Linked DNA regions of Gossypium hirsutum: region 2 is linked to region 1. Evidence: chromatin contacts called from public Hi-C data. All regions are on one chromosome and are shown on one strand. The core of a region is the stretch at or near the end of the contact, and the rest is flanking DNA. Distances in the headings are between cores, read along the strand shown.

Region 1 (2,809 bases), core at 105-2,604:
TAATCCTCTATCTCGACATTTCGAAAAGTTAGAACTTAATTATAAATTATTTAGTGGAATGACTTCGTGACTAAATAAGTTTATAATTAATAGGCGAAAAGCTAGAACTTAATTATAAATTATGTGAACCCTAATTACATATGTTCAATTGGCCTCTCTGCTAGCTCATTGAAACTAAAAACGAATTGCATGTAGAACCAAATGAACATAAATGGATGGAAATAATGAAGTTAGAGAAATGTGTCACATTCACAAATGTATATGTTTTCTCATTGTGTATAGAAATTACTTGATATTAATTTATGGTTTTTGAATTATTATTTAATTAATTAGTCATTGTGAATCTATTGAATATGGAAATTAAATATATTTCCTTATAGATTATTTTACAATGAAGTTGTCATGACTTTAACGGAATTAGAATTAGGTTGAGAAAGTTATTAATTGGAAAGTTAATTTATCTAATTAAATTAATTAAATAAATAATATTTATTTGGGAAAATAGAAAATATGTATTGAGTTGGATTAAATTATAAAGTGTTGGGTTAAAAGTTCAGTCAGCACATATAATTGTATCCAATACAAGAGAGGCCCAAATCCTCTCATCATAAAAGAGGGGTAACATCCCTAGTATTATTTACTAGGGTGTGCAACTCACCCTATTCTACTTAGAATAAGACATTATTTTCTATTAAATAAATATTATTTGTATTTTATTAATTTAACCAAGATTCTCCTATCTCTCTCAATAAATAGATGACATTAGTAGAACTATTAACATAAGAGTTTAACAGAAGTTTCAAATATTGTTATTTTACAGGAAAGTAGTGAGAATTTATTTTTTAAGAATAAATTATATTTTTTAAGAATTACAATTCTACCGATTTCTATTAAGAGAGAATTGATTTCTTACTTAAAGTAATAAATCATTTCTGATTCTATGTTTGGTTCGTGATTGTTCAAACCCACGCTTGAAGTAATTCGTGATACAAGAATAGCGGGGAAGGTTGTTCGGGTGAAAGTTGAGAATGTGTAGGATCTGCCTCGCTCAAAGAACATATAGTTTTTAAGAAAAAATTATTATTATAAATATTACAAATCAATTCAATTTTTAAAATTTTCATTTTTGACTGAAACTAAAAATTATTTTTCTAAACTCAATTTTTCCGGCACATAAATCTTCCTTAAGCCGCTTATCACGCCCGTATGCCTTGATCTAACTTGTCCATTTTGCAGAACCAGCATATTAATATGATTATCAGAAAATGATTGTAAATCCAGAGACATCCCCCCTTCTACATCATAATCAAGCCGTCATTCCTGCCAACACAATCCACCACAAAACAACCTATCATGTTGGATTGTGTACTAGGACGGCCCATCAAACGAGTCTCACAGAAAAATACAACATCGGGAGTTGTGGTCACAAGCCTCTTTTGTCCAAGAATGCTGGATCCTAAGTATTTGAGTGAAAAACAATTTTCTTGTAAAAATCATTATTTTGGTTGGTAGGTGAGGAGAAAAAGTCCATCGTAGGCATGAATAAATAGCCTAAGCCCAAAATTTCATGCCCAATTTAAATTATTATATTTTAATTGTAAATTTTAAGATTTTTTTTGGCACTTCATACTGAAGAAATGGGAAATTACAGTCTATAAATCATTCAATAAATATTCGGGTGACCATATGTCATATGATGATAATTAAGCAGTTTTGAGTGTATGAATTTGTTAAAAAAGTTGATGGATTTTGACCAAGGTGCCTTAGTGAAGGTAAAACATGTTAGTTGCATCAGTAATAAATTTCTCTCTACACAAAATGTACAACTTCTAAACATGAGACCACGAATTGATTTCCATTTTTTGACATGTTTCTCGTTCGCTTTGCAACAAATATGCCTAAATGAAGATCAAACAAAAACAGAAGGGTTGGAATGCAGAAAAGAAAGCATCATTGACCTAAGCTTTAGGTCCTTCCGCCTATATAATCCGTCTCTATCAGTCAAGTCCTAATTTTTTTCAAGATAATTATTCATTTAATTTAATATATGAAATTTGAGCAAGATGTGTCAAACCAGCGGGTTTAGGTAGATTCCTATAAGACTTTTTTTTTTTTAATTTAGATTTGAATTTTTTGGTTCAGATTAATTTAGATTTGAATTTTTTCGAGTTTAAATTTTTTGGGTTCAAAAATTTTAGGATTTAGATAAGTTCAAGTCAAGTAGGCTCTGACGAATTCAAATAGTTTTGATATTTCTAAATTATAAATATTTTTAATTTTGAATGTAATAATTCATTTTATTTTTATAGTTAATAACACAATTCAAATTTATCTTATAAAATGTGTAGATTATATATATTTAATAGAGATCATGATAGTTGGTTCCAAGGCACCACGTGTCGAGCTTTTACAAGTGGGTCAGTGGTACATGACCAAGTGGTATGCCACTATAGGCCTAGGTAGGGTGACGATTGGACATACTTTTAATCATCTAGGATGGGACGTAATAGTTGGAGCCAGAGATTACGATTAATAAGTGGGGCCTTCATGAGTGTTAAGCTGAGGAGTGTTTCCGAGGGTGCATTCGAGGCGTTCACTTCACTAAGGGCTAGTTTCGCATTGCTTTTAAGAAGTGATTTTAAAAAGTATTGTGGAAAAGTGATTTTGAAAAGTCTAATTTAAAATTTAAGTGTTTAGTATTGCTGTCAAAAAATACTTTTGAAAAATAAAATTTCCATTAAAGACATGGTATCATAAAGTAACAAATATGCATTTAAATAATGTTCGAATTGGTTAATCTTATGATATT
Region 2 (2,809 bases), core at 138-2,637, 34 kb after region 1:
ATAGTTACCCAACTCACTAAGATATACACCAACTGTGAGATTGTTATAAGTTATACACTAATGTAGCAAATCTCCATCTAAGTCTCCTAGCTTCTTTCAAATCACATAATTGTGGTATTTGCCTTACATGTATCTGATTTTGAGATTTATTTAATAAGAGTAATCTCCTATGAATATTTATCAAATTTATGAATTAATATAGGATTAAGTAATTATTAATTAACTTAAAAGACTTTCACAAATTAGAGAATAAAAGTAGGGATTATTTTGATTTAATTTGAAAAAAATTATTTGTGATATGTAATATTTTGATTTTCTAAAATCAAATCCACAATATTATTATTTGATCAAGGTTCAAATTGTTTTTTTTTATATATATATATAAAATTATTTTTTTCAGTCCTAAAGCGAACCTTGTGATCCGTACTTGCTTAGGTACCCACATTCTCTGACAACACATGTTGCTGTCGAGTGTGGAAGCACATTCACACTCTCATGTTTTCTTTCCCTTGTATGTCCTTCACTTGATTAGACTAGGATTCAGATCGTACAAATGACATTGTTATTGATACTAATCCCATAATTTGCATGGGAACTAAACTGTGGGATGAAATAAAGAAAGGAGAGATGGAGGTTGTGAAGTTAAATAGGTTGATTTATATATCTTCTTGCTTTCCATAACATTCAACATCTCTCACACATGGGTTAAGATTAATCCACCATCTGTCTGTGAGGAAACAAACTTAATTTGTACAAATTCATCTAAACCCAGAAAAAGTTTATAATTCTTGGGCTAAGTTAGATTCACTACTAACTACTTAAACACGCACAAAAAAAAACCCAAGTTAATGGGTTCAAAATAGTAAAGCCTAATAAGAGGGGTGAAGAGAAGGACGTTAAAAAAAGAGAAGCTAGAAAGCTTCTTTTTGGCCATCATTCTCCAAGCCAAGCCCCATCGTTTGACGACATTAATCAATGTTTATCGAAGCATAGAAGTGAGAGAGCGAAAAACGACTTCTTCACAAGGGATGGTAAGGCCCATATCGTGGTTAAAACCAAACTCTTCTTCAGCTCGTTGAAGCAAGCATTGGAATTCAGGGTGAGTCAAGAAGGTGATAGGGACAATGTATCTGCTTCGGTTTTCGCCAACATAAACGGCGAAATGACCTTTGGGAACGTCAAGAGGGAGTCCATCTTCGCCGTACCCATGTTTCTTGCCTAAGCTTGAACATCTCTTCAGAATTTGCTTCAGAACAGCAGTTTGTGGCAGTTTGGACGACTTTCTCATAGCCATTGTTGCTGCGGCACTGCAAGCGAGAAATGGAGGGTTGAGAGGGGGGGAGGAGATAAAGCGGTATTTATTTAACAAGAGAGATCATGTGGAAGAGAAAGGAGGGGGGGGGGGGCCGAGGGATCATGTGCGACTGTGGGGGCAAAGCTAGCTACAGAAGGAAGTACCACGGGTGTTATCTATATATTTAGATTATAAAATACAAATAAGACACATAAATAAATTATAAAAAAAAATGTCTGCAAGCCTCTTCTTTTTCGCCCTGATTTGTAATCTTTCTAATTCCGTTTAATTATAGGGTAAATTACACCCAAAGTATCTAAACTATTAGTAAGTTTACGTTTTAGTCACTCAACTTCAAAAAGTTATAAAATAATCACTGAACAATTCAAAAGTTTTTATTTAAGTCATTGGGCTATTAATTTTTTTTAAAAAGTCTGGGTAGCGAGCTTTAAGCAGCAATTCGGCAATCAGTATAATGGATCAATACACATTAATGAGTGAAAGAACATACATTAAATCTAAGTTGATTACGATCAAAGTCAAAGATTGAAGAAGAAAGTTGTTTGAATTTTAGTTCACAAATTTGTAATGTTCAAAGTTGTTTCATGAAAATAAATTGAACTATAGAAGAAAAAGAGAATGAAAGCTTTCAATTGGTGAAAGCGGTGTGAACAGATAAGGCAATACGATAGCGATTTTAATTCTAATAACTTAAATAAAAAAATTTAAATAATTTAGTGATCATCTTATAAAATTTTAAAATTGAGTGATCAAAATATAAACTTATTTTTACCCATAATTATATTGTATCATCTTATGTGTGTCTCTCTCTACCTGAACTCACGGACCGATAATACGTGTACTATAGAGTACAACAGTTTTGTTGGTTTGGAATTTTGTGATTGTTTGGACTTGTGATTGCTGATTCTTAGTTTTAGAGACATTAAAAAATAAAATAAAATAACACTTGGTTGAGAGTCGCAGTAATATCCGGCTTTCAAATTGCAGAAACCCATGTGTTATTTACTGCTAGATTTGCAGGTTTTGACCGATGTTGCATTGTTTATTACATGGTCGGTGATGACTTAGTTGGTCATATCTTCATCAGGCATTAAGCCATAAAAACCCTTAGGTTTTGCTTAAAACCCAAAAGGAGCATGTTTCTAATGGCAATGAATTATCCAAGTGAAGCAAAGGATGAGAAACTGGGGTTTGGTTGGTGGATGCAACTGCTGCAGCTACATTTAATAAAAATGACAAGCTGCAGGTTGGGATGTGCAATGCAAATTAGGGCTGGGTTTGCATGTGGTCCTACTCCAATGTGTGCAAATACTTAATAGTTTTAGTTTTAGACGCAAAATGTTTACACTTGAATTGCGCATCACCATCTTCCTAAGGCTCAGATTTAATGTCTCATTCTACACTCTCTTCTCTTCTTGTTATTCTCAAGCCATAACCCATAAAACAGGCCACCAACCTCATATGTACTGCAAACCTATGGCCTAAACATAGTGA

Evidence for each region. A called contact is a pair of places that touch in the nucleus more often than the background predicts.
Region 2: a Hi-C map of leaf shows a contact between it and region 1, with 5 times the contacts expected there. The contact joins the promoter of LOC107900433 here to the enhancer-like site in region 1. A contact is called at or near these places in 15 of 34 Hi-C or Micro-C datasets (anther, callus, cotyledon and 3 more).

The regions. Positions count from the first base shown.
Region 1 is chrD12:4,280,982-4,283,790 of Gossypium_hirsutum_v2.1, forward strand. No RefSeq gene overlaps it. Among protein-coding and RNA genes, the nearest start is that of LOC107902024, 21 kb to the left of the region's middle. Within about 2 kb of position 1,355, at least 1 of the 9 cell types and tissues checked has an H3K27ac peak or open chromatin away from gene starts, as enhancers often do. A contact at or near this core is called in leaf, where this site is marked.
Region 2 is chrD12:4,315,200-4,318,008 of Gossypium_hirsutum_v2.1, forward strand. It overlaps LOC107900433 (auxin-responsive protein SAUR50), which reads right to left and starts at 1,388. Exons shown (of 1, transcript XM_016826031.2): 1 at 638-1,388. The coding sequence starts at 1,294. The coding sequence ends at 980.